Regions from separate parts of the Macaca fascicularis genome. Here region 1 is linked to region 2. A link is a contact called in public Hi-C data. All regions are on one chromosome and are shown on one strand. The core of a region is the stretch at or near the end of the contact, and the rest is flanking DNA. Distances in the headings are between cores, read along the strand shown.

Region 1 (4,356 bases), core at 859-3,358, 94 kb before region 2:
AGACCGCAGCGGGAAGGGTTTAGGGGTGCAAGGCAGAAGGTAATGCCTCTCAAATGCCACTCTTGACTGGATCTGACATCCTAGTGCAGACTGAGGGAGGAAAGAGATCATGGACCCATCAGTCAGTCCCTGTTTCAAGTGCCAGGGGCCACCCTCCCAGCAGATGTTACAGGGGACCCAATCTAAGGCCCTCCATTCACTTTCCCCGCTTCCAATTCCCCAGCCAAATCATGTTTTTGCTTGTGTCCAGAGGAAGCTGGGAGTTTTCTCAAGCTAACCCAACCCCCAGGTTTTCCATCTTCTCATGCCTCCACGCCCCAGTACAGTGTAAAGCGGCCTCCTCACTCGGTTGCAGGTCACGACTGACCTCAGGTGCCATCCTCCTAGCTCTGCCTCTAACCCTCACCCACCACACTCGAGGCAACAATCTCACGAGGGGCCGGCCTCTCTGTCACGGCAAGCCTCATCCCCTAGAAGCCAACTCCGCCTGGCCCACCATGCCTGCAGTAGAAAGGCCTGAGGCTGCGCCTAGAACACTGAGGACTTCAGCGGCCCGGACTTTCCAAGACTGAAACTGGGACCTGCGGAGGCCTCACTGCCCGGAGCAGCGCCCAGGTCCTCAGCATCCTCTTCGCTGGGCCCCACGCGTGTCGTGCGCCATCCCAGAAGGCAAGACCTGATTCGGATCAGCAGGGGCTGCAGGCCTCGCTCTTCGGGTGGGTGACTCAGGCCCCTCAGGCCTGAGGCAGAGACGCTAAACGGGCAGGAGGCTGGGCAGGGCCGGGGAGTCTCTGCAGGAGTCGAACCTGCGCCCCTTCACGTGCTCCCCTTCTTGAGGGTTCACGGGGCTCCGGAGGCCCAGATGCCGGCAAAGTGGCGGGAGCGCTCCGGGTAGGAGGACCCAGGTCGGGGCGCCCCCGCCAGCGCCCGGATCCCGGCTCACCCTCCGCCGCGCCCCGCCCCCGCCCCGACACACTGGGGGAGCCCCGCCCGCCCCGAGGCCCGCGCGGCGCCGCAGGAGGAATCCCAGCCATTTCCTCCACGCCGCGCGGTATGTGGCCTGCCCGCCGCCGACCGACCGCAGCGCGAGCGGGTCCCCAGCCGCGCCTGGCAGCTGCCCCGGCCCTGCCGTGCTGCTCGGGATTCCGGGCAGGCCTCCCCCTCGTCCCGGGCTACCAGACCGGCCTTTCCAGCAGCACCAGGCCCGTGCGGCCCCGCCGGACGCCTGCTACACCCCGCGCCGCTGCCAGAACTTTTCCTAGCCCCGCGTGCCCGCGCCCGGCCCAGGCACCCCCTCCCCGGAACGCCCCCGACGGCCCCTCGCGTCCGAGCTGGAAACTGAAGTTGACGCATGCTCCGTCACCCTGGGGCAAATTGCTTTGCCTAAGCCTCAGTTTCTCCATCTGTGAAATGGGGACGTTGGCAGGAGTGCCTGTCTCGTGCTATCCAAGGGGTGAATGAGAAAAGCAAAGCGTTGGACTACTGTCAACGCGATTTTCATTTCCCTAGGTACCACGAGGGTTCTGGCTTTCCTCACAGCATCTTAGCGCCCACCCTGCCCCTCTCCTCTCCTCCAGCCCATTTGCCGGCGGAGCAAGCAGACTAGGCTTTGTGAGTGGGCAGAGGAGAGGGCTGGGGCCTGCCCAAGACTGCGCCCTGCACAGATTAAACAATGCCTGAGGGTCCCACGACACAGCCTTCCTCGAGATTCAGCGTTCAGCGTTGCCCTCTCCTCAATCACTAGGTTCTTGAAAGGCCCAAAGGACAGTTATTTACATTTTTTTTAAATGATGTCATTGCAGTCTGAGAGCAGCCAGACACGTAGTGATCAGGGGAAGTCGAAAGTGCAGATGGGTTCGCAAACGTGGACTCTCTAGTTTTGGGTCTGCAGATGGGGCCGGCCACCACGTGCTCTCCGAGTTCTCTTTCCAAGTACAGATCCCTCCGGAGAGGGAACATTTTTCCGTCTTTAATTCTTCCCAGGAGTTGCGGAGGAAGGCGTGAGAGCTGGAGCCCGGAGTGACTTGCGTGGGGGGGATCGCTTCCCCGTAGCCCACACCTGCCTCACCCACGCCCACGGCGGCCGCAAAGGCGACACCGCGTGGATCTGGAAAGCCCCGAGTTTCACCAGGCCCAACCACCGGCGGCTTTGCAGGCGCAGCACCAAATGCTGCTCTGCCTGTGTTCCCCCAGACAGCTCCTGGTTGTGATTTGTCGTTTCCATTCCAGCTACAGTCACAAGGCCAAGAACTAGACCCTTGCAGCGAGATCCGCCCCCCTTCATTCCCCACACGCGCCACAGCCACAGGCCGCATAAATAAATCCAGGTGGAGGCAGACCCAGAAACCCAGGTGCTATAAATATCCCAGCCCAACCCGGAGACTGAGATCCCAGGCAGCCCCTCGCCCCCACCCGGCCGAGCCCAGCACTTCCGGCCACCACAGCGCTGAGGGCGGATCTCCCCGCGGTGGGAGGAGCGGGCTCCATCAGGATAGCAGGCCTGGCTTCCTTTTCTTTCTTCTCCTCGGAGCCTCTGGCGGCCCAACCTGAGGGCTTGCCCTCTTCTCTGGAACCACCTCCCTAACTTTCAATCGCATACCTCTCCCTCCCTCCCCCTGATATTTTTAGAGGCTTTCTCTCAGGGACCCCATACTGCGGCCAGACTTCAAGAAATGCTGACTTCTCTTTCTAGATGAACAAGCATAGTTGGAAGGCAACAACCTCAATCAGAGTTTACAATTTAAAATTTGATTCTAAACTTTTTCTTTTTGAAGCAGGGTCTTGCTCTGTCACCCAGGCTGGAGTGCAGTGGCGTGATCATGGCTCACTGCAGCCTTGACCTCCCAGGTTCAAGTGATCCTCCCATCTCAGCCTCCCTAGTAGTTGGGACTACAGGCGTCGTGCCACCATGCCCACCCGGTTAATCTTTTTTTTTTTTTCTTTTTTTTTTTGAGACGGGGTTTCACTATGTTGCCCAGGCTGGTCTCGAACTCCTGGGCTCAAGCCATCTGCCCACCTCAGCCTCCGAACGTGGTGGGATTACAGATTTGAGCCACTCTGTCCAGCTCTTGATTCTACATTTTTAATAGCATTTTTTATGTGATTAAAACACAGGCTGGAGGCAGAGTAGACCTAAAAGAGGGGAAAGAAGAAGCTGAAGGCATATGTAAAGAAGGAATAGAGCCACACTAAAAAGAAAGTTGCTCTACCAGAAGGCTGGTACCTAGGAACTCGGTGGGACTTTATGAGCCCAGTCTCCTGGGCCTGGGACTCGGTGTGGTGCAGTTCAATAAGTCCCTATTGTGGGGGGGTGGGGGAGAAAAGATGTGAGATACCTTTCCTCACCCATCATAAGGGTCACTGCTATAACAAAAGACTGATTAACAAGCATAACAAATTTACCAAATCAAAGTTTTATGGGACACAGGAGCCTTCAGAAATGAAAAGCCAGTGACCCAGGGAAAACTGTCTATTTTTCTGCTTAGGTAGAAATACATGCTGTCCCTTCTTCGTTGAACCTAAGCATAAAAATAGACAAAAGGATACGATCTAATGGTAATAGACTGAGGAGGAAAACCCAGCAAGGCCTGTCTGTTCAGATTCTTCTTGGCCTCTCTGAGCAGCATTCCTTCCTCCTGGGTGTGGGACAGGGGCTGTCTGGAACACAGGTCTGTAACTCACAGTCAGAGGTAGGTCAGAGAATCTCTTCAGGATCAGTGCCTACACAGATAGGCAGGGGGAACTCAGAGTAACAGGTCTAGATTTTATGGCTTGCTTTGGGGGAAAGGGGTTCTAACTGTTAGGACCTGCCATAGGGAAGAGGAATTCTGGTTTCTATGAATTCAGGGAGAAGAAGGGGTGGGAAATAGGGCAAGAGAAGTTCAGAGAGAGATTTTGCTTCTGAGACTGCTTCTAAGGCCTTCCAATCTCCTTTAGTTCACAGTACTCAGCATGCCAAGGCATTATACTTTGACTTATCATTTTCTGAGCCCCAGCAAAATTTAAAACATAGTGAGTCTTCCAAACATGAAGTCACATCCCGTTTCCGATGTAGAAGCTTACACTTTAGGAACTGATAAGGAAGCACTTGCAAGCGCCATTCCGCTGAATACTACTTAGAAGGGACTATTCACTCCCCAATTTACAGATTAAAAAACTGAGGTTAGAGAGGCTAATTAACTTGCCCAAGGACACCCAGCTAATAGGGGAGAAGTTTGAACCCATGGATCTGATTCCAGAGGTCATGTGTTAAACCTGTGCTGTGGGACAATAAACTCTGCCAGTCTCTCTGATCAGAGATGGAAAGGACTCTGTTGCGGTCTTCAGCTGTCTTTCACAATGAGGAAGACCTTCCTG
Region 2 (4,020 bases), core at 632-3,131:
TATTACATGATAAAATTATTCTTTCAAAGTAGTTGCATGGTTAGCTAACTCATTGGTTACAGAAGCTATATTTTTTAGGTCAGAATTATGGGTTTATGCCTTCAGGATCCAGTTAACTTGGCCTTGTTTTGTGGCCATGGAATGTATTTCTCCTAACTTGCTTTAGTCATTTGTTAGATTGGTTTCATTGCAAGTAAGAGGGTATATGATAACTTCATTATGCTACCAGGTAAAACATTAGAGCATATGCCTTACATGACTATTAACTAATTTAATTTTGAGTGAAAGGAGTGAAAGAGATTATATTACTACATTTTAAGGATACAGTATTCATAGTATTATGATGTTTAATGTATCATACTCAGTTTTTATGCCATACTAAAATAAGCAATAATACATTGATTTTAGTAAACATTAGGAAATAGTTTTTCAGAGTTTTGTATAGAGTGGGAAATGTAGATCTGACACTGTGAAGTCCATTTGTTGGGTTTTGTGGGTAAACGATGCTAAGTGTAAAAATTCAAGACATAGGAAAATTTAAAATGTACGTTTGCATATGCTTGTGCCAATATATAGACCATTCCATAAACCCAATTATTGGCTTACATTTCTGAGATACCAGCATTAAACATGAGTTATCTTTTAAGAGGCTGAATTTGAATTATATTACTCTGTTAGGATTTGTGCCAGCTTTTGGTTAATCATTATCTTGTTGATTATATTTGGTTCACGATGACTCATTTTTCAAGGAGCTTTATTGCAGCATTACATATTTACTACAGGAAGCCTGGATGGAAATGGAGCATCAGGTTATTGGAGATTTTTTTCTCCAATCTTTATTGCAGCAAGTGTTATTAAAGTTAATTATTTTTCAATAACTGAATTCCCTGTAGAACCTAGTATTTCATTAACCAACTGTTAGAGGATCAGTTATTCCTTTTTCATGGCAGACAAATATATCTTTGATGATTGCTTAAATATTGGTCATACACTAACCAAACTTAGATGTAGTATTTTATTCTCATCAAATTGAGTATGGTCATTAACTAAGAATTTTGGAATCAGAGATATTTGAGATTGAACCTTGTTTGTAAAATTTACTAGCTTTGGAAGCTTGTGCAAATACTTCTCTGAACCTTAGCATTCATTCAGTCATTAATGAGTGAATTAATACATTCATTTATTAATGTATTTGGATAAAAATATTTACCTTGCAAGATCAGATTAAAAGGATATATAAAAGAGTATTAGCATTTAATATGTGCTTAATGGTGATCACCATCTGTTGACACTTGCTTATAGTATATATTGAGGTTAGGAGTGCCAGTCATTTAGCCCTTCTCTCTCCAGGTTCTAAGAGATAAATAATGGACACAGCATAAGGCCAGTGGTCTGATCTGTTTCTAAAATTTAGACTATCTGATAACAGCAGAATTTGAGACCATAACATGGATCTAAGGATAAATTGAGAGTCTGCTGCAATCACCAACAAATCTAGACTGTGAGACTATGGGGAGAGTTCAGTCTGCCATGCCTACTCTGACTACACTTAATCTGGCAGCTGGCGAGAAGATTAGAGGCTTACTTTATGTACCTAGTTATCAGCCTAACAAAGAGCTGGAGTGAGAAAGGGAAAGATGGCCTTGTTTTCTGTGCAGTAACCTAATTTCCTTCTTGTTAAAAATAAGGTCCAAGGAAAGCTAAATCTAACCCACCAAATTAGTAACTTCCCTTCCCTCTCTACCCCTGCAGGAGTTTGTGGCTTGAGTTTGTGGAAGAGAGACTGGGAGAGTTTTCTGTAATACCTAATACAGTAACCATCCTGCCTCCACCCTGCCCTCTACTGTGGAAAGAAAAGGGAAGTCTTATTCTTTATAACAGGAGATTAGTGTAAGAGTGCCCCCTACTTTGAAAAAGTAAACTTCACTTACGTTCAGTGTTTTTGTAGGCCCATAGAGTAAATACAGTAGAAGAGCCTTGCAAAAATGAAAAGCCACGCTAGGAATCAAAGAATATGTTGGTTTAAGGAAGTAAATTGTGTCTTTATTTTTTGAGACAGGGTCACACTCTGTCACCCAGGCTGGAGTGCAGTGGTGAGATCACTGCTTACTGCAACCTTGACCTCCCAGGATCAGGTGATACTCCCACCTCAGATTCCCGAGTAGCTGGCACCACAGGCATGCACCACCACTCCTGGCTAATTTTTGTGTTTTTTTGTAGAGATGGGGTTTTGCCATATGCCCAGGCTGGTCTCCAACTATGTGGGCTCAAGTAATCCGCTTGCCTCAGCCTCCCAAAATTTACTGGGTTTAACGTGTGAGCCACAATGCTCCCAGCCATCTTTTAAACTTGTTAATAGAAAAATTGATGTTGGTAAAGAAAAAGAACCCCCCAAAAAGATAGATAGAGGCAATAAAAATCACAAGTCGTCTATTGGCAGGAGGTGATAAGAGTTCTGTTTGCAAAGGTATATTTAAGACATCTACTTAAATACTAGAATTTTTTTAAATGAAAATATCAGTAAATCCAAAACAGTAGTCTTCAGAAAAAAAACAAAGTGGTGTAAACTCAACGTAAATTGTAAATCTATTCGGTAAATGAGTAATTTTAAATATCTGTGAAATATATATTAGTAGTGAATATTTTATCTTAAAAAGCAAAAATTTGAGAGTGATCATTTATTGGCACTTCAGAAGAAACCAGTAAACGTGTAGCAAAATAGTGAATAATTGTCAGTTAAGCCAGTCAGTGTGTCATTAGCTATTGACAAAGATTACAGTTTTGGAAATAACTCCAGATGTGCTCCACCTCACACCTTGTGTACTCCTTTAGCCAGGATTTATAAAATAGAATTAGAAGCATAATATATGTGTTTGTAATTTGAAGCATAGGGTAGTGGTTAAGAATCTGGGCTCCAGAGTCACAGTGCCTACGTGTACATCCTGGCACCTGCAATAACTAGTTTGTATCCTTGGGCAAGTTATTTAATCTTTCTGTGTGCCTCATTTGTAAAGTGGGACTAATACAAGCACCTAGTTCATAGGGTTGCTTATCAGTGACTTTAGTGGAATTGTGGTGACCAGTTTGCTACAAGTTAGGTAGTGAATGGAAAATGAGAATGTCCAAACACCTGTAGCTTGCTCCTACCAGAACTTCTTAAGGGAGACAGAGGGAGTCTGACTTAAAATTGATCTTTTTCTTTCCTTTGGTTAATAGAGATGTGAATATCCTGAGGGAAAATGACCAGTGGATAGGTCAGATGTGAGAGAGAATGGGCATGTATGATTGACGTAAGGTCTCTAAAGATAGTAATAGGGGAGACGCTCTAAAGCGCTGGGGGAAGGCTTGTTATTTAACTCAAGAGGCAACTGTTTTAATGAGTTGGGAAGGGCTGGGTGTGGTGGCTCACACATGTAATCCCAGCACTTTGGGAGGCCAAGGTAGGAGGATTGCTTGAGACCAGGAGTTCAAGACCAGCCTGGGCAATATAGTGAGACCTCCATCTCTACAAAAAAAGAAGAAAAATTTTAAAAGGAAAAGATGGTAAGGATGCTACTTTGGGGAGGAAGATTTCTACCTGAAGTCTGCTATTTTCTCTTTGAAAGAGGAAGTGAGGACAAATTCTGAGAAGTATGAGGTGGAGGTGGGGAATCGAAAACTGGAAGAGAGTTGTGAGGATTTGGAATAGTTACTGGGGCAATGGGAGCTGGAGATCACTTGGAAAATGTAGAGGGACCAAGATGGTTTGATGAGCAAGGGTTTTTGTGGTGGTCCCCGTTGTGTGTATATATTCTCATTCCTTCCCTCTGTTTCTCTCTACAGTACCCAGCAGCTACTGTGTAGAAACAGAAAAGCTGGGCAGTCAAAATGTTCTGGTATTGGTGGAGGCAGGACTTGACAAAGGAGAGTGGTGTGGGAAGACCCAGGGGCCAAAAGTTGGAAGTATTGCAGTGAGAGTGGTTGAAGTTATGTATCTTGGGGGTTTAGGCTGGAGAGTGAACACGTTGAAGCCAAGACAAG

What was found. A called contact is a pair of places that touch in the nucleus more often than the background predicts.
Region 1: a contact with region 2 is called in a Hi-C map of liver, with 4 times the contacts expected there. The contact joins two enhancer-like sites. A contact is called at or near these places in 2 of 2 Hi-C or Micro-C datasets (liver and skeletal muscle).

The regions. Positions count from the first base shown.
Region 1 is chr13:79,962,798-79,967,153 of T2T-MFA8v1.1, reverse strand. No RefSeq gene overlaps it. Among named protein-coding and RNA genes, the nearest start is that of PKDCC, 57 kb to the left of the region's middle. Within about 2 kb of position 2,108, at least 4 of the 6 cell types and tissues checked have an H3K27ac peak or open chromatin away from gene starts, as enhancers often do. A contact at or near this core is called in liver, where this site is marked.
Region 2 is chr13:79,868,647-79,872,666 of T2T-MFA8v1.1, reverse strand. The region is part of intron 1 of EML4 (EMAP like 4); the gene reads left to right. Among named protein-coding and RNA genes, the nearest start is that of EML4, 28 kb to the left of the region's middle. Within about 2 kb of position 1,881, at least 1 of the 6 cell types and tissues checked has an H3K27ac peak or open chromatin away from gene starts, as enhancers often do. A contact at or near this core is called in liver, where this site is marked.